Regions from separate parts of the Mus musculus genome. Here all the other regions are linked to region 2. Evidence: chromatin contacts called from public HiChIP or PLAC-seq and promoter capture Hi-C data. All regions are on one chromosome and are shown on one strand. Each heading gives the region's core, a stretch centred on a gene start, on an enhancer-like site or on the middle of the called end of the contact. The rest is flanking DNA. Distances are from core to core; before and after follow the strand shown.

What was found. Promoter capture Hi-C pulls out the DNA fragments that hold promoters and counts their contacts. HiChIP or PLAC-seq counts read pairs in DNA pulled down with a chosen protein or histone mark.
Region 1: an H3K4me3 HiChIP or PLAC-seq map of bone marrow-derived macrophages shows a contact between it and region 2, with 4 times the contacts expected there. The contact joins the enhancer-like site here to the promoter of Nhlrc2 in region 2. A contact is called at or near these places in 4 of 39 promoter capture datasets (the 3T3-L1 cell line, the C10 cell line and hippocampal neurons), 4 of 115 datasets of contacts at active chromatin or transcription factors (the 230-238 cell line, bone marrow-derived macrophages and memory CD8 T cells) and 1 of 9 other capture datasets (liver).
Region 3: a promoter capture Hi-C map of pre-B cells shows a contact between it and region 2, with 2.6 times the contacts expected there. The contact joins the promoter of Trub1 here to the promoter of Nhlrc2 in region 2. A contact is called at or near these places in 2 of 39 promoter capture datasets (cranial neural crest and pre-B cells).
Region 4: a contact with region 2 is called in a promoter capture Hi-C map of pre-B cells. The contact joins the promoter of B230217O12Rik here to the promoter of Nhlrc2 in region 2. A contact is called at or near these places in 5 of 39 promoter capture datasets (cranial neural crest, erythroid cells, liver and 2 more), 3 of 484 Hi-C or Micro-C datasets (CD4 T cells, CD8 T cells and embryonic stem cells), 6 of 115 datasets of contacts at active chromatin or transcription factors (the SCID.adh cell line, bone marrow-derived dendritic cells, bone marrow-derived macrophages and 3 more) and 2 of 9 other capture datasets (adipose tissue and liver).
Region 5: a contact with region 2 is called in an HNF4G HiChIP or PLAC-seq map of pancreatic cancer cells. The contact joins the enhancer-like site here to the promoter of Nhlrc2 in region 2. A contact is called at or near these places in 1 of 39 promoter capture datasets (liver) and 4 of 115 datasets of contacts at active chromatin or transcription factors (the 230-238 cell line, bone marrow-derived macrophages and pancreatic cancer cells).
Region 6: a contact with region 2 is called in an H3K27ac HiChIP or PLAC-seq map of embryonic stem cells, with 4 times the contacts expected there. The contact joins the enhancer-like site here to the promoter of Nhlrc2 in region 2. A contact is called at or near these places in 3 of 39 promoter capture datasets (the 3T3-L1 cell line, the C10 cell line and pre-B cells), 2 of 115 datasets of contacts at active chromatin or transcription factors (embryonic stem cells and pancreatic cancer cells) and 1 of 9 other capture datasets (pancreatic islet).

The regions. Positions count from the first base shown.
Region 1 is chr19:57,077,942-57,081,608 of GRCm38.p6, reverse strand. Ablim1 (actin-binding LIM protein 1) reads left to right here. Exons shown (of 26, transcript NM_178688.4): 8 at 1,738-1,796. Among named protein-coding and RNA genes, the nearest start is that of Afap1l2, 71 kb to the right of the region's middle. Within about 2 kb of position 2,083, at least 140 of the 459 cell types and tissues checked have an H3K27ac peak or open chromatin away from gene starts, as enhancers often do.
Region 2 is chr19:56,546,686-56,550,452 of GRCm38.p6, reverse strand. It overlaps Nhlrc2 (NHL repeat containing 2), which reads right to left and starts at 2,192. Exons shown (of 11, transcript NM_025811.3): 1 at 1,593-2,192. The coding sequence starts at 1,770. Dclre1a (DNA cross-link repair 1A) reads left to right here and starts at 2,331. Exons shown (of 10, transcript NM_001360437.1): 1 at 2,331-2,479; 2 at 2,750-3,767. The coding sequence starts at 3,303.
Region 3 is chr19:57,451,209-57,454,988 of GRCm38.p6, reverse strand. It overlaps Trub1 (TruB pseudouridine (psi) synthase family member 1), which reads right to left and starts at 2,083. Exons shown (of 8, transcript NM_028115.3): 1 at 1,793-2,083. The coding sequence starts at 2,042.
Region 4 is chr19:57,358,721-57,362,414 of GRCm38.p6, reverse strand. B230217O12Rik (RIKEN cDNA B230217O12 gene) reads left to right here and starts at 1,516. Exons shown (of 3, transcript NR_040316.1): 1 at 1,516-2,401. It overlaps Fam160b1 (family with sequence similarity 160, member B1), which reads right to left and starts at 1,406. Exons shown (of 17, transcript NM_145505.4): 1 at 1,045-1,406. The coding sequence starts at 1,089.
Region 5 is chr19:57,096,733-57,100,291 of GRCm38.p6, reverse strand. All of the region lies in intron 6 of Ablim1 (actin-binding LIM protein 1), which reads left to right. Among named protein-coding and RNA genes, the nearest start is that of Afap1l2, 90 kb to the right of the region's middle. Within about 2 kb of position 1,916, at least 88 of the 459 cell types and tissues checked have an H3K27ac peak or open chromatin away from gene starts, as enhancers often do. A contact at or near this core is called in liver and pancreatic cancer cells, where this site is marked.
Region 6 is chr19:57,155,830-57,159,444 of GRCm38.p6, reverse strand. All of the region lies in intron 2 of Ablim1 (actin-binding LIM protein 1), which reads left to right. Among named protein-coding and RNA genes, the nearest start is that of Ablim1, 58 kb to the left of the region's middle. Within about 2 kb of position 1,289, at least 7 of the 459 cell types and tissues checked have an H3K27ac peak or open chromatin away from gene starts, as enhancers often do.

The DNA of each region.
Region 1 (3,667 bases), core at 834-3,333, 530 kb before region 2:
TTGGTTCTCCATATCCACATTTAGAGATTTCCTGTGCTTTATAGTTAGAGTGTGAGCCGATGTTAATATTGAAGGGACCTGCATGTCTGTCTGGTTTTTGTTTGACCTACCCCCTTTCTCCTTCTTCTCCCCACCCCCCCTTCTCCTCCTCTTCTGTGTCAATGATGCGAAGTAGAAATGATTATTCGATAGAGATTGAAATATTATTCTGCTGTAGAATATATTTCCTTGTCTTTGATAGTATTTTAGCTCAGCAGAAAATATTATTCATGAGTTAATTTGGCGACTTCTGGTATACAGAGGTTGCTGCTTGGGAGTCAAAGTTGAGAAGATGCTGTACAGATACAAAGACTGGTGTGGCTTCTGAGACTCTGAGGTGCCAGTCACTAACGAGCCAGTAATTTCACTAGTTTGAGTCTTTCCAAGTGATCTGTGTTCTTCAGACCCTCCATGTCTGAAGAAATACATGTGTGGACACAGAATTGACATATCATCCTTTCCTGTGGTCGTACATGTATATGATACCTGTTATGTATGCATCCAGTCTTACACAATCATAGCACAGGGGCTGAAGTTTCAAGATAAGGACTTTAAGCTTTTTTAAAAAATGGAACAGAGTTTATTTAGGGCATGGGGAGGGGAATTGAGGATGGAGTAGAGATAGAGAAAGGCAGAGAGAGGGAGAGGGGACAGGGGACAGGTTGGGGGAGGGGGAAGGGGAGTGGACAGAGTAGAGAGGGGAGAGGAGAGGCCAGCCAGGAACATGTAGAGAGAGAGGGGAGAGGGGAATAGGGAAGAGAAGAAGGGACAGAGAGGGTGAGAGTAGGAGAGTAAGAGCATAAGAGAGACTTCCAGCTTTTTAATTCTTTGATACCTGTGTCACCCATGAAGGTTCTTCGAAGTCTGAGAAAGGGAGATCTTAGAAGCAGGAACAGAAAATCCACCTCGGTCATTACTTGACTCATTGAAGCCAAAGGATTTTGTTCCTGTTACTTAATTAAAAAGTTGAAAGATTTATAAACTAAGTTTAACAACGTTGCCAGTTGATCTGATTTCTCCTCTAAGTGTGGGCAACTATAGAAATAGAAGAATGAGGGGTGAGAGGCGCCTCAGTGGTTAAGAGCACTATTTGCTCTTCCAGAGGTCCCAAGTTCGATTCCTAGCAACCACATAGTGGCTTACAATCATCTGCAAAAGAATCGGATGCCCTCTTCTGGTGTGTCTGAAGACAGCGACAGTGTACTCACATATATAAAATAAAATAAATAATCCTAAAAAAAAAAAAAAAATGAAAGCTTCAGTAGGTTTTACACCTGGACCTGGGCCATTGAGTTTGACTCTACTTCTCTTCATTAAGTGGCTTGGGTGTTTTGATGGTTACTTATGTAAACATGGCTTTAATTCTAAGATCAAGTAGAACCAGTAGTAAGGACTCAGGTCTCAGGTGTTACTTTTTAAAGAACAATGATTTATGTTTTAAAAAGAAAGACAATGTAACCCTATTAAAAGGGAAACATCTCTTGTGTGAGGCTGCTCTCAGACTCCATTCTGTGGCCCTCCATTGTGCCCTGTGTACAGCAAGTTCAGAACTCACTCAAAGGGTAGAGTTGACTTCACGGTCAGAGGTCACATGTGGGACCCTGTGCTGGGGAGGGAGGGGTCTGTGGAAAGTCTGCTTAACAGGACTGTGCCTTCTTTCCATTTCCTCTATTCCCACAGTTCATTCTGTCTTTCCAGGTTCTACCGTGTGGCATCCCGACTGTAAGCAGTCCACTAAGACAGAGGAGAAGCTGCGGGTAAGGAAGGGGTCAGAATGGGATGCTCTGGAGGTCACCACTGTGTGCTCACTAGTTCCTGGGCTTTGGGGAAGTGCTTCTCATGGGCTCTTTTTTTTTTTTTTTTTTTTTTTTTTTTTTTCCTTTATAGAAAACCTGAGGCCAAAGTCCAAATGGCCAACTAAGAGGGTTCCCTCCCACCATAAATATGTTCTATTGTTGTTCTTAAGCTTGTGTTGGACTCTGTTGGCCTTATCTTGGCAGTCAGTGACTTAGGAAAGTACCCAAAAGTCGTACAGCTAGGGGAAAATGATTCATCAAGTAGCCATGGTAACCCTCTTGGCTTAAACCACCATGCACTGTTTTGCCCCAGACTCTGTAACTATTGCTTAGCTCTGGTGTGTTTTGCTCATTTCTGAAATCCAAATTCAAAAGAGCAGCCTCTAGCTCCAAAGGATACAAGTCACTCAGGCATAAAACCTTATGCTTATGGCAAGGATAATGCTGCCATCAGCTCTATGATTGGTCAGTCCTCAGAGCCGTCCTAGAGGGCAGAGTTCCACTTCCGGAGTTGTAAAGCCCAGACTCTAACCTAGAGCCTGGCCTTGGTCCAGATTTTCACGCAGGGCTGACTTTTCCTCACAGTGATAATCAGGCTTGATCCCAGCCCCTCTGTTAAGAGTCCCAGGGGAAGGAAAATGGAGTCTGACTTTAATCTTCTTGCTGTCCCAAGGAAAGAATGGTTTAGATTTATTTTTGAGCTGGACTCAAGACTCATGAACCCCCTGGGCCTACCCTTAGGCGGCGCCCATCAAAGGAACAGTTAGTGGATTTTTCAGGTCCCTTCGCTGCCCCCTCTGGACTTGTAGGCCCTGTTTTCTTATCTCCTTTTGACTCTCATCACTGGCATACATGCATGCACGGGAGCCTTTACTTTGTATTTTGTTATTAGCGGCAGGCTTTACGTAGAGGAAAGAGAAAATCTCGGAATAATTGAGGGCCAGGGGAAAGCAGAGGGATGTGCCTGCCGATATCGGAACGGTTTTCCCTGCTTCTGACATGCAGCTTCAGTATACACACACACACACACACACACACACGCACACACACACGCACACACAGCTAATAACTAATGGCCCCCTAAGTCCATTCATCCACCAGGTAGACTGAGCTTGGAATTTGGAGGAAGCACGGGTATTCAAGCAACAGGCTACCTTCCCAGAGCGTTGGCACTGGTGCCTGTGGACACTTTGTTCCAGGGATATAAAACTGCACTGGGGCTCCTGCCCAAAAACCACCCAAGGAGCCAGGCATCCATCCATCCCACCTCTACAGGGTGGCTTTTGTTTTCGAAAGAATCCCGCATCCCCCACCCCCCCTTTTTCAAAAAACTTCATCCCTGATGAAGTCTTTGTGCGGAATGGAGAGGAATGTTAATGAGGCCAGACGGAATGGGCCAGGCATATTTTCTCTGTAAGGATAGCTGCAGTTTGCAGAGCCTCTCCCTAAAATGATCAGAAAACAAAGCAAACCCTTGAACACATCTCCACGGAACTCTCTAGGGAAGCTTATGGAAAAAAATGAATAAAAGATTTCACTGGCTCTGGCCAAGAGGAATGGTCTTCCTTTGTTTTGTCCCTTCCGTAAGCTTTGCAGAAAATTGCAGTGCTTTTCTCTCCGTGATGCCCTCCCTGGGAGGCAGGCTGGCTCGAAGTCACCATCATCCATAGGAAGGGGCTGGCCTCACCTGAGGGAAGTGGCTCCGGCCCAGAGTTGGGGTATAGGCTGATGCTGGTGAGGCTTAGAGTGGGGTACATTTTCAACAGAGGAATTAATCTGGAGTGCCTGAAGGGTGTGTCTACGCACACTTCTTGAGCCAAGATTTCCTGGCC
Region 2 (3,767 bases), core at 943-3,442:
TGGGTGACTTATTGAGGGCACAGAGACGGTTATTTAAGTTTTTTTGTTAAGTTATTTAAGTTACTGTCCCAGGTATTTACCAGATTTAATGACAATAATGTATTTTAAGCAGCAATAATTACAATGAATATAATACATGGCCAACACTTAATGAGTCTTCTTGTTTTCTAAGAATTTGCCTGAATTACCTCCATTTCCTTACCCTAAAAAAGTAAATATCGGTTCCACTTTCTTTACAAGTGGAAAAAGAAAATCAAGACCTGGAGAAATCAAGTAATGTGCTCACAATCAAAAAGCTGACAGAGGAAGGGACAGGGATTCAGTTTCAGGTCACCCTGGATTACCCATTAGACTGCAGGCGACCCCTCTAAAGAATGAGTATCTTCTAAGATCAGTAAACGACAATCAAGATTGAACAATCAAGTTTTATCTCAAAACCTGCTTTGTCTGTTTTTAACTTTCTGTTAATAACTGGCTGCGGCAGAACATCAGGCTATGTCAAAGACAAAGCCTGATTATTTTCTTATGAGTATGATTTCAGTCACAGTGGTCAAATATCATGGTAATATAGTAAACTTACTATAAATACAAATGAAACATTTCTCAAAATTCTAACTGATGGCCTACTGGCTTATAATAGTGTATTTACCACGTGCTTTATTACAAAGTTTTCAGAAGATATGTATACACTGCATATACGTGTTTGTCATTTTTAAGTTTCTCTGATGGGACCGACCTCCATGCAGCCAATTCTTTTGCAATTCCACGGTATTTCAAATCCAGTATAACGAGGGGAACGGTAAGCCCCTCTCAAGGCGAGTGCAAAAGGGTCCGAAATATCCAAGACTGTTGTGGGATGAAGGAGGAACAGATAGATCCTTCCGGAAGATACCTGAACCCTACCACAGGTAACAAATTAACTATGCATGTGGTTTCAGTGTCACACGCCAGGACACATGCCAACACGGCAGGCTAAACAATGACACTCCCAACCAAAGAAGGTAAGGGAGCGTTTTGTTTAAACTGTACTACCGGGAGTATCGTTTCCCTATGTCCCAACAGTTCCCACTACTAGGATTCAAACCTGAGTACTAAGCTAAAATTGATTCCAGATTTTAAAGATCAATAGGTTCACCACTTTGAACGTGGAAACGCGGTTGGACTAGAAAACCATCAGATGCTATGCCTGTAGAATGTAGTCCAACTCTAGTGGTTATTAGACGGGCAGGTTTCCTAGCCTTCCCTGTGCCTCAGTTTCCTTAACTGTAAAACAAGACTAGTAAGAGGGTCTCGGTGGGTTGTACCAGGTAAGTAGGAGCTCTCAAGTGCTTCAAACCGTCTGTGGCACATTAAAAAGTGATCAATATACACCCATGGAGCCTTGAGGCTACTGACGTCAGGTCACGCAGGATTCCAGACAGAGATGCAAACACTGGTCCCCGCCCAGCAGAACCCCCTCCGTGTGTCGCTGCTCCCCTGGAGCACCTCGGGGGCTGTGGGAGGACCGCAGGGCACCGATCTGCTGGCGGGAGGGAGCCACCGAGGAAGGGGAGGACCCGGGAGCGGCCCCCACCCCGACGCCAGCCCCTCACCTTCCGGAAACTCGGGCACCGCTAGGTCCTGCTCCCAGCCGTCCACCTTCTGCAGATACTGGTAGACCAACTCATCCTTCTCTTGCTGGGTGACGGCGTCCAGCAGGGCGTACTCGAGCGAGGTCTGCGCGGGCAGCAGGCCCGAGAGGCTCGCGCCGCGCGCTCCGGGAGCCGCCATGTTGCGCGAGCTCCCGAGGGCTCCGGGGCCGAGGGCGCGGGTCGGACCAGCGTGCGCCGCCCTCTTGACTCAGAGCGGGGCCTGGCCAGCCCGGCCCTGCGCCACACACGCTTCCGCCTCCAATAAGCCTTCCTCCGGACGCCAAAGTCCAAAGGGCCGTGCTTCCCTGGCGCGTAATTAAACTCCAGAGTTGCCCACCCCGCCCCTTCCAGGTTCCGGGCCGCCGCGAAGCCTGGACGTTCAGAGCGCCAGATTCGACACGGGGAAGGCTGCTAGGGTCGCGCTCCAGAGGAGCTGGGAACCCATTGCCTTTGAAGCCCGGCAGGGAATTCCAAGACAAATAAAATTCAAATAACCATGTACACGTTTAAAAGAGCCGACTTAAGAAAAGCCTGCCCATTTGTGTGTCCCACTCTTAAACTGAGATCAGCCGATTCGGCACGGCAGTGACAGTGGGACAGCGTTCCCGCCAAGAAAGACTCGAAAGGTAAAGAAGGTAAAGCAACCCTCGGAGGAGACTCTTTTTTTTTTTTTTTTTTTTTTTTTTTTTTTTTTTAATGTAGGCAGTGAGGCCGGTGGTTTTGTGTTGACAACAACAAAAGTGTCCTGTGACTCTGGGTGTGCTGAAAGTGCGGGCGCGAATGGAATGTCCCGCGAGCTGGCGCAGAGAGGAGGCAGCTGCAGCGGGGTCCCCCTGCTGCCAGGCCAGGTGTGCCCACGAGGGACTACCGGGAGGAACGGGGCGAGCTGCACAAGGGCTCATTGGGATGTTGGCATTATTTAACCTGGGAATAATGTAGGGCTCCTTCATTGATCTTCCCCCCACCCCAGATCCAAAGGCAAAGAGCGGGAGCCTGTAGGAATTTTCTGGTACCTGACCTCTCTGGAGGTCTGCAGAAGTGGCTGATTGATTTCAGGGCAGACAGCCCCTATGGTGTGGAGTACAGTCTCACATGTTTGAACTTTGTTCACTGTGCAGGGTTTGATCCTAGGATGGAGGAAGAAATGGACTGACCCAGGAAGCTGAAACTGGTTGGACCCATGAGTCACGAATAAGGGCAGCTGTCGGTTGTAACCAACACCTCTTTGATTATGGTCTAGTCTATGGACTAGTCTCACACTAAGTAGACTAGGGACTGTGACTGGACTTGTAAATGGACACTTGTCCACATGAACGAGAGCCAGAATAGCTTTCTAACCATTATATGGAGACTGTTTTCAGTTAAAGTCATTGAGCCTGGTACTTACCGTCAGTGCTTGACATTCAAGACATTCTTGATTCTTATTTTTATAAATCAAGTTCTGAGAAGTTAAAAAAAAACCTGAATGAAATAGTGTCACAATGTAAAGAAAACCGTATAGATGTTACCCTGTAGTGAGTTCTCTTAATTTTATTATGGTATAAAATGGAACAGCAGGTGTTCACAGGTACTAAGTGGGTTGTGTGCCAATATCACCAAAGCTTTCAGTTCCAACCAAGTTAGTTGGCTTTTGGCTACTTTTTTTTTCCTATTAAAAACTTGTTACAAGAAATGGACTCTGAATTCACCAAAGACTGGTGCTGTACTCACAAAAATCATTTGGCCATGTTAGAAGACACGTTTTGGGAAGAAGAAATCTGGGAATATAAATCTAAAAGAAAGCCCAAACCCGTACATCCAAATAATTGTTCTGAAAATATTTCAGAATCTGTTGAAAAATCAACAGATGGAAAACACCAGTCAAAAGGAAATGAAAAAAGGACTTCAGAAAATCCAGGCAAGACGAAGGACCACAAAGTGTGCCTTGCAGAAACAGACAGTCAGATTTCTGCAGGTTCCAGTCAGAGTTCGAGCTGTAGAGATGAGAGTCAGCAGTCTCAAAACAAAGAGACAACACCGAAAAAGCAACATAGAACTCGCAGAGGGAAGCAAGTGACCCCGAAGGTGCGCCCTGTTTATGATGGATACTGCCCAAGCTGCCAGATGCCCTTCTCCTCATTGCTGGGTCAGACGCCC
Region 3 (3,780 bases), core at 834-3,333, 900 kb before region 2:
TAACGCTGTAATAAAATACCCTCAAAAGGTAACTCACGAGAGTCTATTTTAGCTCAGAATTCCAGCTTACTCTCTACCACATCCACAGTCAGGATGAGATGAGAACGAAGGCTCACACACTTGTGTCCAGCTCCAGTTCTCACACAGTTCAAATGCCCTGTCTAGGGGAGGGTGCCACCCACAGCAGGCCGCGTCTTCCTCTCTCAATGAGCTTAATTAAAACAATCCCTCACAGACATGGCCACAAGCCAACCCAATATAGATGTTCCCTATCCCTTACTGAAACTGGGAATTCTAGATGATATTGGGGTGGCAATCAAAGTTAGCCACCACACTTAACGATGAGCACAAATGAGCAAGTATAACACCATTGTTTAGCATCCGGAAGAATGTGTGTATCTGTTCAATAAACATTTAAATTAGCAAAGTTTTTATCAGAATAGTTTGGCTCCTGGCTAAAAGAGAAAATTTAAATCAGAATGGAGGTGCCCATCTGTAAGTCTCACATTCAGGAGCTCAGGCAGGAGGATCACTGAGTTGAGCTCAAGGCAAACCTATCTCAAAACAAACAAACAAAACTAGATTAAGTCTTCCAGGTGACACTGAGCACTGTGAGAGGTTTCTCTGTACCTGTAACAAGACAAGCTAAGCTGAAGCTCTGGAGAATCTGGAACTGCAGAGATCACAAGACTGTAAGCCGACTTAAGGGAAGAGGCGGCCACTGTTCATCCTATGTCCCTATAGGATTCCACAGATGCAGCTTAACATGAGAATCCAGTAAAAGAAAGGCTCCGTGGGGACTGTTCACAGGGTAAAGTGCTCGCCAAGCAATAGTGAGGACCAGAGCTTGGATCTCCAGCACCCCTATAAACACGAGGGTGACACTGAATGCTACCCTGATTCCTAGCCAGTTGTCCCTAAAACAAGCTGAGTAGGCAGACTTGCCTAATTGGCAGGATCTAGGTTCAAGTGAGGTACTCTGGCTCAATACACAAGATGGAAAGCCATGTCTGAAGATGGCCAACATCACCTCTCACCTACAAACACACACTCACACTGCATACACATTCACACGCAAAACAAAACTAAAGGGTTTTGGCTTTTTAATGCTCCTGTTATAAATGATCAAGAGGAAGAATGGTTAGAAAAATGGCCATCTTCTATTTTAATGTTCCTCAAAAAATACTACATTAAAAAAAGAAGAAGAAAGAAAGCACAATCTGAAGCAATAGAGCACAATTTCCAAAATAATCCCAGATCTTCAGACTTTCAGGGTCTGCAAGTGTGGGGATCAGGAACCTGCATTTGTATAGAAGACGAATCACCGTGCCCACTAAAAGGTGAAAGTGGTGTCCTTTCTAAATCCTAGCTAACTCAGCCTATGTGCTTTTCAAATAAACTTTTAAGTTTGCAACTTAGGGGTAGAGAGCCTGCATTTCCTCTGGTGGTACTCATTCGCAAGAGTTAAACAAAAACCCTGGGAGGGATCAAACTACAGAAAACTGGGCTGCAGCCACCAGGGTGAAAACCTGTATATGCAGACTGGTCCCCCAACTCTACACGTACTTCCCGTGAGAAGCTCAAAGGGCCACTGTTGAAAGAGTGTGCACTTGGGTAAGTCCAAGCCTAAGATGCCCTGGGTTTTCGTCCAGAGTTAATTCGGTGGTCACTCTTTCTATCTTGAGCCACAGACGCACAAAGTAAGTCAGTAAGTAAAAGAAGAAAGACTAGAGATAAAAATCCCAGTGTGGTGGAGAACTCCTCAGCCTGGTCCCTACCCGGGCGGCAGTACCTGCCAGCAGCTTCTCCTTCAGCCGGTTCAGCAGCTCGGCTGAAGTGGGCCCTTTGGGCTTGTGCACGGCGAACACGCCGCTCAGCGACATGAGCTTAGCAGCCAGGGCGGCCTTGGAGGCCGGGGCTTGCGATTCAGTCCTGGCCGCTTCCGCCACCGATGCTGCTACAGAGGCCTCGGCTGTTCCTGAAGTGTCAGGAGCTGTGTCCACAATCAGAGGTGAAACCACCTCTGCCTCTGCAGCTGCCATGCTTTCACGGCCTGGGCCAAGAGGCGAGCAGAGATGACACCGATGTGTTGCAAGGCCTTCTGGGAATTGTAGTCCATAGGCTCGGTATAGGCCAATGGCTTGCTCTGGCATCTCGGAGTTCTGCTGGAACCTTTAATATCTCTGTTACCAAATGCTCTTAGTCGTGAAGAGGTACATTGGAGTTGCCGCTGTAAACTATCCAACGCAAACACCTAATTTGTGTATTTGAGGTAGAGTCACTTCCTTTCTGTACCGCCCCCCCATAACCTGCATGTGTGTGTGTGTGTGTGTGTGTGTGTATGAATTTTGAATTTTTGACTGCAGTTTTTGACAGTTCTAAAAAAAATGTTAATGTTCTTTTGGAGTTTCTATTCCTTTATAGGAATCAAAAACTATATATGGTTGATCCATTCGTGGTGGTGCATGAAGGGCTCTCTAACAGGCATGGCAAACATGGCACCAACAGGCTTTACTCTTCTTCCCCTTTTCCTTCTCCCCTGCTAAACTGTAGGTTACATTCCTAAAGCTAGCCCCAAGGTCCATTCAGTTATTTGGCCACTGTCTCATTCCTGAGACAAAACATCAAGGACCAACAATCAAAATTCATTGTTTGACTAATGTGTCCGATCAGGATTTACCAACTCACTCTAGCATAAATTCCCCCTAGCCCCCTACAGTGAATGCCTTTAATCCCAGCATTTAGAAGTCAGAGGCAGGTGGATTTCTGTGAGTTCCGGGCCACCCAGGGTAACATACTGAGACCTTATCTCAACAAACAAACAAGTAAAACCCAAAACAACAAAAACGCCTATGGTTTAAATTAATATTTAAACTCTTTGCAGACCTCGCATTAGGCTGTCCCTCTAAGAGAGGAAAAAAAAATCCTTTTACTTCTTCCCCAAATGCATTAAATGGAAGTGTGGTTATTATGGGATAGCCACTTTGTCTTCTTTGTTTCCCCACATTGCCTTACAGCCATTCTTTCTCATAGTGCTCTGCCAGGCTAACATTCTTCCCTAATGATGCCTCATTGCCTAATGATCCCAGTCAGGGGATGCCAGTTACACGTCTACCATTCACGCAACAAATGTATGTCAGAGGAATCATTACAGATAGAGTATTCTGGGCATTAGAAAAATCAAGCTCTAATTTCCTAAAGTAGCCAACATCTTACACATTGGACAAGCCTTTAACTCACAGGTCATTTTATTTAATATTATATTTCAGACTGACTAAGACAGTCTGCCATCTCTCCTTCCCTCTCCCCCACCCCCACCATATCTCTTTTCTGCTACCCTCTAATCTATGTTCTCTGTTCTCTAACTGTGTGGTGATTTGGATAGGAATGGTCCCCACAGCCTCATAGATTTGAATGCTTTTTCATTAAGGGAGTGGTGCTACTTGACAAAGATTAGGAGCTATGGCCTTGTTGGACTAAGTGTGTCACTGGGGTGGGTTTGGAGGGGTTTCAAATGCTCAAGCCAGTCTCCTAGTCTTTCTCCCTCCTCTCCCTCTTCCCCTCCCCCTCTCCTCCTCTTCCCCTCTTCCTCTTCCTCTCCCCCTCTCCCTCCCTCTCCCTCTCTCCCCTCCTCCTCTTCCCCTCTCCCTCATCTCTCTCCTCTCCTCTCCTCTCCTCTCCTCTCCTCTCCTCTCCTCTCCCTTTCCCTCACTCTCCCTCTCCCCCTCCCCCTCTTCTCCTCTTCTCCTCTTCTCCTCTCCTCTCCTCTCCTCTCCTCTC
Region 4 (3,694 bases), core at 267-2,766, 810 kb before region 2:
CAATGTTGAACTTTAAAAGTTTGATGACTCTTTATAGTCTGAAGTATAATACAAAATATCAATATAAGTGTTGTTAAAAGTTTTAAAAATTATTTTACCAATGCTGTTGCACACTGACTCCATATTAAGCAAGAAAAGTAGAATTGGCATCTTAGAGTGCAGTTCTCTACCCCATGTGTCAACACTGCTCCTCAGGCAACCCCATTTCTTTCTTGTTTGATGTGCCACCAAGCGAAACCCAAATTCCACGAAGTATGTAAAAAGCAATTGTGTTAAAATTTTGTCTCCATATCTGAAACTCACAACTCTAATTTTCTTAGCTGACCCTAAAAACCACCGTGGTATTTTGTCATCTTTTTACTTTTCTTTAGAAAGTCATGTGAATTTGAAAGTGCTACTATTAGGCCATTCTCAATATGCAAAGAAAATGCCATTAAAAAAAAAAAAACACAGTAACTTTCTTCACATAGGATGATACTCAGTCCAAAATTAGCTAGTAAAATAAAGCAAAGGGTCGCGTTTAGCACCGACAAGAAAAGCATTCTCTTCCTAGGTTTTTGGGTGCTGTACGTTTGGCGGTTTGAGTTCTGTCCCCCCGGTGCTGTTTAGGACCAGGCTCACAGTACAGCGGTTGCAGGCTGCGCCAAGAGCCTCCAGGAAGCGCATTACAGACAAGAAAAGGGAAACAGATGGTGTGAGCTGGGCGATCGCGGACCCGCAAACTCCCGCAGATCGATCACCGAGGTCCGGCCGAGGTGGGCCGCTGGGCCCGAGCTGGCAGAGCCGGTACCGGTGTGGACCGGGCCCCAGGGTCCCCGCCGCTCCTCTCTCACCCGTACCAAAGCAAAAGCAAGCCCTGCCCACCAGCACCGCCGTTCTTTTGTCTTGCGCGGCGCTGGCCACGTAGCCCCGGAGGTTAACGGCCAGGAGGCCTCGGGAGCCGCCCGGTCCCCGGCTGGAGAGCAGAGGCCCCGGGGGTGCCCAGGCCTCGCCGCAGCCTCCCTCCCCGCGCCTCGCAGCCCCCCGCACCCCAATCGGACTCACCGCCTCCACGGCATGCTGCAGGATGGACGTAAGCTTGGAGAACATCCTGTCCCGGGACTGCAGCAGCTTCTCCCGGGACGACCTGGAGAGCTCCTCGATGCGCCGCCGCCGCCCCTGCTGCGGCTGCCCGGGCCGCTCCAGAGTGAAGGCCGGTGCGGGCGGGCCCGGGCGGGGAGCGGAGGGCGGAGGCCGGGCGGGAGGCGCGGCGGCTCTGATCGGAGGACGCGGGGCCGCGGCGGGCGGCTCCGAGGTCGTTCGGCTGCAATCGGGGCACCGCGGAGCTCAGCGGCGGCGACGCGGACACGGTGGCAGGAGCTCGGGCTCTTCCGGCTGCCGTGCCCGCCGCGGCCTGCAGGGGACGCTGATGCGGCCCGGGGAAGCCCAGGTCTCCGCTGCCGGCGTCGCTGGACGCGGGGCGGGGCGCGCAGAGGCCAGGGCGGGGAGGGCGGGGCCAGCAGGGAGGGCGGGGCCGACTTGAGGGCGGGGCCGATGGGGAGAGCAGGGCGGGCGGGGTCGGCGGGGCGCTGAAAGGCTGAGGCCAGGAGGGAGGGCGGGCCTGGCGTGGCGCACCCGGCGGTGCTGGCACTCGTCTCTCGGTGACCAGAGAGCAGTGTGAGGATTTGGCAGCGACGTGTTGACGCTGCGCTTGCGTACCATACGTAGGGCAAGACTGGAAGGCCGCTGGGAAAATACCAGCATCCCGAACGCAAAAAACGGACAGCGGGTCCACGTGCTAGGGATTCGACCGCATCCAATGCAGGTGGGAAGATCCCGCTAGACTAAAATAGCTTATCCTTATCAAAACCCGGAAATGCCAAATGGACACGTGGGATGAGGGTTCGGTTAAATAACGCAGGATGGTGGCCTACAAGGTTTCAGTGTGTTTCTGGAAAAGGAAATAATATTCAGGATGCCTAACACCGATGAGTGAAGCCTCAAGTTAATGAGCCCTGGGCTGGAGGCTTCCTAAAACACTATGCAAATGTGTATTAAACAAGGCGTAGAGGAAACACTGACCATTTTAAGATGGTTGATGCAACTTCTGAAAATCTGAAGAACTTTGTTTCAAGCTGGTATTAGCATTTCACGAAAAGGATCGGGGAGTTCTGCATTAGGGTGAAGTAGATTTCTCATTAACATGGATGAAAAATACCTATTGATAGTATAATTCGTTGAGCAGAGGGCAGAAGAGGGCGCCGCAACTCTGAGCAGGGTTGAGAAGCCTGTTTGGATCCAGCTCTGCCATTCTGGGCCGTGAGGTTACCAATGTAGCAGTGAAGAAAGCCGGGGATCACAGGCTCTCCTCCTTGTTATAACATTAGTAACAACACAAGAGGAGAGGAAACCAAGAGAGAAGGTAAGGGGAGACTCGAGTCTTTCTCATGCTTTGGTTGTTTGCTTCTGCTATGCTCAAAAGCAGGTAAGCATAGCCTTGCTTTCTGTAAACTAAAACGCTGGCAACATCCTCTGTTATTTGTTGGACATTGAGCTGTGTTCCTTGCCACGTTCAAGGTCCTTGTTCCTGCTCCATCCTAGAGCACACAATGTTTGTTGTTATTATTCATACTACTTATGAGGTTTGGTCAGTTTATCAACCATAATAATTTTCCTGGCTAATTACATGGCAGTTTGTATTTTCACAATGTCCTGCAGCCACAACTTGTGTAGGGAGTGATGTTTAGGCGGGCTACAAGTTGTGTGTGATGGATATTTAACTTTGCATACTTATTATAAGCACAATAAAATATATGTTTGGCTATGGGTTAATATCAATACTCAATGATTTATCTGCCTGGTCCCTAATTTCTAAGACGCACAAGTTAGCTAGAACTGTAACTGAGCCAGTAGGTAGATTTCCTACTCCCGTTCCGAATGCTGGGAGAGGCACTAATGTAAAGCCAGTAGGTAGATTTCCTACTCCCGTTCCGAATGCTGGAGGAGGCACTAATGTATAGCCAGTAGATAGATTTCCTACTCCCGTTCCGAATGCTGGAGGAGGCACTAATGTATAGCCTGCCTAGTGCTTGGATGCAGTTGTTGATGCAGTTGGACTCACCTCAACCACTGCTTTGAGGAAACCCAAGAGGAGGCTCCCTTTACCCTTGAAAACACCCTAGGTGCCTGAAGTACCTCAATTGGAACCTCCTGTATTTATTCTATTAAGCCCATAATAAATTTAGTTCTTTATAAAAACGGGACTGGAGTATTGTTTTGTGGCTAAGAACGTTTGCCGCTCTTCCAAGGTACCAAGTTCAGTTCCCGGCACCTGTGCCCGGTGGCTCACAACCTCCTGCAACTCCAGTTGGTTCCAGAGGGACCAACACCCTCGTCTGACTTTTGTGGGCATGTGCACACGTGTGAACTTGGAAGAAGCGTACACACATCCAAACACAGGGAGACTGGAGAACTGACACCCAAGTGGGCAGGAGCCAAGAAAAACGGGAACGGCTAGATGATACATATTTTCAGCGTTTGACGGTTTCTGGTGCAGTAGAAGGATGTGGGGGGAAAAAAATGTAGCACCGTTCCCCTCACAAGGCCTGATGAACTGAGAGTAAACGAATTCTGCCTCTATAAACCCCAAGAACACATTGGTCAGGAGAAGAGATGGCAGCAGAGCTAGAAGGGCAGCTGAGGGGTTAATGTGATG
Region 5 (3,559 bases), core at 667-3,166, 550 kb before region 2:
ACGCTCAGGAAACAGAGAGAAAGAGAACAGGAAGTGACTCAAAGCCCAATCCAGGCTCCGCCTCCTTAAAGGCTCTGAAACCTTCCCAAACAGCAGTAGCAGCAGCAGTTGGTGGGGACCAACTTTTAAACACACGGGCCTGTGGGGCCATTTCTATTCAAACCACAGCAAGGAGAGATGTGAAAATACTACTTAGGCTGAAGGATAAAGGTCTAAATACCAGCGGTTGCTACTGCCGTAGGTGTGTGTGGTCTGTGGGATTTTCAATTACGTGATGCAGCCGCTGGCTCAGGGATAGTGTAAACCCACTCTGCCCATAGTGTATCTTCATTTAATTTACATTGACTGTAAGCATAGACATCAAATCATACCATTTATTCGCTTTATTGTTTCTCACAGACATAGAACTTTTCTTGGGGCCTCAAGTTCAACTGTCAAATGCTACAAACAAGCCTAAGAAAAGGCTCACACATCGTTGACCTAGGCCTCTTAGATACTGTGCTCTCTTTACTATCATGGCCATCCCCTGCAACAGGTTGTATTAGTGACATGTTCTTCTCACATGTGGGAACAAACATTTTAGCATAGTGGGGTGCAGTGGAGTTGGTGTGCATGGTGAGGCACCATGTGGTTGCTGGGAATCGAACCCAGGTGCTTGGGAAGAGCAGCCAGTGCTCTTAACCACTGAGCCACCAACTGTCATCTGTTAGGGGCTTCTGCATCCAGGCTGCTGAGCATCAGGGAAGGAGCATCGTCCCAAGGCCTCACCTGCACTTCCTGTAGGGTAACTCCTTCTCTGGGCTTTCACCGTCTTTGTGTCATGGGACAATACCGGGCATTGACTGTGTGCCTGTCACTTTACGGTAAGATGTATTTACTTCAGAAGTCAGATGGTCTCGTGCCTGTGGGCACAGTGCAGGCCTCTCTCACCCCAGGGTGAAAGTTTATAGTGCTACATCACTACACACAATGGAAGCCAGAGCTCCCAACGCACTGGGCCATGATGTGGCTTGAGCTGTCTCTGGGTGTCAGGATCCGGTAGGCCACTGTTTCACCTCTGGAATGTCCCCTTGTCTCCTGGGTCTGTTGTAGCAGGTGGAGGGTCGGGATAGCCACTTGTGTAGCTGCTCCTGGCCTCATCCCCAAGTCCTGCTCTTCCAGAGGAATCCAGAGGACTTGAAGCTGGACCGACCCCACCCAGCATTGTAGAAGTCTGGAATGTGAATTGAGTCTGTTTCCTCCATTGTCCATTGTCATCCAAAGGTGAACCTTGCTTAGCTTTACTGCTCCTTGGGGCATCACCAAGAAGCTCCAAGGATCCTGACTCCGATCATCCACGCCCCTTCCTTCTTCAACTTGCTTAACCCCCCCCCCCCCACCCCCAGTTATTTCTTCCTCCTAACAATTGGAACTGAGAGCCAGTGGCTGCTAGGAGCTCCCTCCCGCTCCCAGAGAACTGTGGGATCTGCAGAGTGCGTGCAGCAAGTTGTTTGTGAACAGGGATGAAAGTCTGGTCGCAGTGGGAGAGGATATCAGGGGAGGATGTTTTTAAAAGCAAGCTGTGTTTTTCTGACTCTCCAGTCTTGGTTCCCGCCCTGAAGGCTCCTCCAACCCTGGGGACGAAGACAAAATATTTTTAGTCTGATAGTATTCGGTAGGCAGCCAAGAACCGAACCATCTGTCCTCCACTCTGAAGAGCTCAGTGGAATGGTTTTAATGGAAATAACTTGGAAGGTGTCACACAGCTCCTCAGCCAGGCTGTTCTATGGAGAGTGTGGTTGTTATGAAGCCCTCCAGGCTGGGTAGAGTAGAGAGGCAGAGAGGAAAAAGACCAGGGTGGTCGGAGACGCTTGTGATTCCCGGGAGACTGTTTGCAACATGGATGTCACAGAATTGGAATGTACTTTCGAGATAGCAGCTTGGCAAAGAAAAGCAGTTGACAAACAGGTCCACACCCAGTCATTACAGGGCCACCTATTGGCTGTACATTGTGTGACAAGTTTAAATATTTAAAAATCTTAAAAGTCCACCTTCAAAGGTGTGCCACCGTTTAAAAAGCTATCGCTGAGATTAAATAAAGGAGACTTGTTCCTCTGTCTGTCCTACACCTGCCGGAAGCCTCTTTTAACCAAATGCAACAATTGTAGCACATGGCTCCTGGGCTCCGTCCAGCAATTGTTTCTCTTTAACCAGGAGAGAAACCTTGATTCCAAGAGGACCCTCAGGTTGCTGGGACTCCACAGTCTGACTACTCACGGTTCTTGTGCTGGAAAGGGAACCAGAAATGAGATCATAAGTAACCAGAAACCTTTAGTTTTTGCACTTGCACAAGACACAAAGATATGAACCAATTTGGCTTAGATTTCAAAATGCTGAGCTTAAAAGTAAATGTCTTCTGCTGTTAAAAAATAATAATAATAAAGGCCATGAAACCTTTGACCTTGAATGTAGGGTAGCGACTGAGTTAGGAAAGGGGCCTAGGTTTCGTGGCTCCTTTCCTGGAACCACACTAACATTTACCAAAAGCAGAGTCCCAGGAACCGCCGTAGCCTCCTGCTCAGTGTACACAGCAACACCCCCTTGGATTCCAAAGCTCGCTATCATCAGTGCGAGTCCCTGAAGAGACACCTTTTAAATTCATTTCAGCATTGGTGACACAGGCCTTTAATCCCAGCAGTCAGGAGCAGAGGCAGGCAGGGGGCTCTGTGAGTTCAAGGCCATCCTGGTCCACATAATAAGTACCAGGTCAGCCAGGGCTACACAGCAAGACCCTGTGTCAACATAAATGGATACATAAAATTAATCTTAGAGTTTGAGTGTTTAGAAGAAGAAAAATGCCCAACAGGGCACTAGAGGCCTAGTTTCTTTGTGTCACATTGTTCAGAGACAAATTTATAACATTAATAAATAGTTAGCATTCCCTTTATAGATGCACTAACCTAGCGAGCTTGGTGGAATGAATGCTTTTACAACCTTTTAGCATCATGGGACAGACAGCTTTTAGTAGCCTGAGGTGTTCTTGGGCAGGCTAAGCAGAATAAAAATGGCTTAGTCCTCAATCCAACCTAACAGTGTTTGTATGTGCTATTTATCTATCTACCTGTCTGTCCATCCAGACAGCCATCTATTATCTATCTATCTATCTATCTATCTATCTATCTATCTATCTATCTATCTATCCATCCATCCATCCATCCATCCATCCATCCATCCATCCATCCCACCCACCCACCCACCCACCCACCCACCCACCCACCCACCCATCTATCTATCTATCTATCTATCTATCTATCTATCTATCTATCTATCTATCTATCTATCTGACTTTGAGGGAATAGAAGGCTATCATCATCATCACCACCACCACCACTACCACCGCCACCACCACCACCGCCACCGCCACCACCATCCTTAAAATTGCACACTAGCTCTATAGCTTTGGAGACTTCTTCTAACTCATAGTAGGTGTATGAACAGGTGTTGGGTAGATAAGATATGAACATGCTTTCTAGAACTTTCCACCACAGAACAAGTGCAAAGACTATTGTTAACAATAAAA
Region 6 (3,615 bases), core at 40-2,539, 610 kb before region 2:
CACGATGCTTGATCTAACCCACTGCAGTACCAGCTCCACTTAATGTTAAATCACCCACAATGATTGTCTAACCCACCGCAGTACCAGCTCCTTTCTAATGGGAACTCAGACTGTCCCAAGTGAATTCTTTTCCTGACAATACAAACACTGTTTTAATAAAATTGCTTCCAGGCAGAAGGGCAATGTTGACACTTGGTTTGAGAAATCATGACAAGAAGGCCCACGGAGGAGCGGATCCTGAGGGTGTTCATGGGGAGCTAGCCTGGGCTTTGGGGTTGCTTGAAAATGTGGGTGTCAGATGAGAAAGTGGATACAGCTAGAGGTTTACTAACACAGGGAACAGACTCATCTCTCAGAAGCCTTTTAGGGGTAGTGGTACCACAGAGCTAAAAGGATAGAGCCACTGGAAGAGTCCGAGTTTGAGGCCGGCACTCTGTTCCCTGCTCAGTTACAACCACAGTATAAAGCTTGCAAGACACACACTATAGACAGAGATCACTCACTGATAATCCTTTGCTCAAGGATAGAAGTTGATAGGTGAGGTCTGTTCCCAGGAAGGCCTTATATTATATAGGGAAGGAAATGGTGTCTGTGGGAGTTCCCTATGTTTAGGGTTCTGAAGGAGGAGCCTCCAATTACGTCTTACATCACCATATTACATCACCATCACTGCCATTCTGGTCTTAGGTGACGTCATGATGTTTGAAGTAGCACCTAGGTCCAGCTGCAAGGAGTTTTTTCCTCTCATTCATCGCCTGGTGCGTGTGCCACAGATTCCTGTCCAGTTAAACATTGTTTATCTTAGTATCTAAGCCGCCATACATAAAACTATAGTTGTCGGATAACGTGGCTTGGCTTTGAATTTCTGAGAAAAGCCAAATCGGATCACAACACAGCACAGTTTGTCACCTCTCAACTGCGTTGCCAAATCATGTCGTAGGGCTATGCTAGGTTCGTGAAATTACGGTTTAATTAAAGAGAGCAAGTGTGAATCCCACAAAACCACTTTTGGACAAAGAAGCCCCACACAGAGGCACCCAAGAGAGGAAGCAGCAAGCAGAAAGGACTTCTAGAGGGTTTTGCCTTCCCTTTGAAGGGATCCTGTGGTCTGCATTAGCATGAAGCTCACCTTGGTCTTGTCATGGGGAAATCTGTGCTTTTTAGTCCCAGTCCTGGTGACTGGATGAGCGTTAAGGGGATGGTGGGTCTAAGTCCACCGTTTGCCCCTTCTCAGAGCTACGAGAAGTAAGTTTGAAGGAATCAATGAGTCATGCAAACTGGTGACGACTCCGGGAGTGGAACTGGTGGGAACTTGCCAAGTGTGAGGCAGGATTCTGCTTAATTACACTGTACGGTTCTATGTATTATATTAGACTCTGAGATTAATAGACTCTTGGGCATAAAGTACTCTGGCGTCTCGAGGGTGCACACCTATGAAGTTACTGAAGAGGACTCTCTGAGCGTCCCGTGATGACCCTACCCCCGTACCCCCACCCCCATCCCCCCAGGGATTGTTTCTGCTCTAAGAATCTAAGGTCAGGACTAGGCTGACCCACGAGCTCCCGGCATGATCCTCTCGATGAGTAGGAAGCCAGTGTGAGAACCGGAGATGCGGGAAGAGATGCGGATGGTTATAGGAGGAGACAGCCGTTCTGAGAACATGGCCGTAGCATTATTTATAGGGTAGTTAGTTCCCAACCGACAGACTCTGGCCGTCATCTTTGGTCACTTGGTTTTCAAGAGCAATGTCAGAGCTCTGGAGTGTTGGTTTAAACAAGGACCAGGGAGTCTACACGGAAAACTTGTGCATGGTTTCTATATCATCTTGACTCTCAAGAGTTCTAACTGATGAGGGAGAGGGAAACTTAGGTTATGATCTCACCGAGTTAACCCTTCGTTAGACTGGGGGTTTTCAACCTTTTTTCTACTCTAAAACCTTTAGCACCTGTGAAATTTTTATACTATTCTGGGTGGGCAAATATTAAAATAAGTATATAAATCAGACATCTACTGATAAAAATCATAGAGAAATGTATTTTAGAACAGTTCTTTGTTATATATATAATTTTTACCATTTATTAAATTCTCAAGTGGATTTTTATGCTACTAGGATAGTGTTCTTGTTTACTTTGTTACATAAAGAATAATGGCTGAATATCTGACCTGTGGGACCAAGAGGATCGTCAGTGTTTTTCAGACTCCATCAATATTTTAATTTTACAATCATCCATGCTAAGACTGCCATGTTGCATAAATACATAAAATGGCAGAAGAAGTATGTTTAAAGCCATCTCAGAAATTATTGGAAATTCTGTCCTAATCTCAAGCTGAAATTCATTTAATGATTTTGTGTGTGTTGGTGTGTGTGTGTGAAAAGCAAGTCAGCAGGTGAGTCACGAATTTTTAAAACCAAGCACTCTAAAGCAGTTTGATCCAAAATATACTAATTTGATACTTATATGCTGATTGATAACACTAGGAAAATGTCCTTCTTTTCCCTTATTAAATCAGTATCATTGCCTGTATAGTAAAAACAAAACAAAACACTGCAGTTCATACCATGCAGTAGTTGTGAACCTGAGAGGGGCAATGTACACTTGTACTGAGTGGCTGAAGGCAAGCACATACAACATGCATATATTTATATATTTTGTTCATAGTTGGTGAAGGCTTCACTGCACCATGGGTGGCTGCCACCTCAGATTCACCGCACTTGATTTTAAGTTAATTTTCGGTCCTTACATGTTCATGCACGAGAGGGGGTTGGTGGAGATTTCCGAGACAGCGTTTCTCTGTGCAGCCCTGGCTGTCCTGGAACTCACTCTGCAGACCAGGCTGGCCTCGAACTCAGAGATCCACCTGCTCTCTGCCTCCTGTGTGCTAGGATTAAAGACATGCACCACTATGCTTAGCTCGTGTTCAGAAAAGTTTCACTGCTTCGTTTCTAATTCCCTTTGGTAACCCCGCCTTCAGTTATATGACCATACTCATTTTAAGAGCCTGTATGTTAGACTATTAATGAGTCATGGGAACTAATCCGAATAACTAACCCGGTGTTCTAGCAAATCCCCAGGAGAGCCTTTCGTGACAGAACTCACTTTCCTCCCACCCCACCTGAGGGTCTGCTCTACCTGTTTATGAGAAGGATCAGAAGAGATCCTATGCCTTGCCTGAGGCTGCCCTTCCCTGGGCAGGAGTCACCTACCCTTGGAATACAGAGGCTAAAGCTGGAGAGGCCCGGCTTTAGCTGTTGCTTCCCTGGCATCTGGCAGGAGATAGTCGTCATCAGGGGCTGCTCCAAGCTTGATTTGTAGACAAGTTGTGACCTGCTTGAGTTTGTCTGAGCATGCAGAGTAGACCCAGGCTCCTAGCAACCCTGTTTTCTACACAGCCCCTGTCATCCACAGCTGTATGGTTTGGAAAAGGGATGCCAAAATCCAGACCCAACAAAGCGTCCTCTTTTGCATGTCCCGAGACCACAGATGACAATTCTGTGTTGGACTTGTTCCTTCCCTTCCCTCCCTGGCCTGCCCATTCTCATGTCCCATCCTGTATGTTACATCACACGGTCAGTGTGTCCTATTTCCTGTGAAGAGACAGCTAGCTCAAACCCCA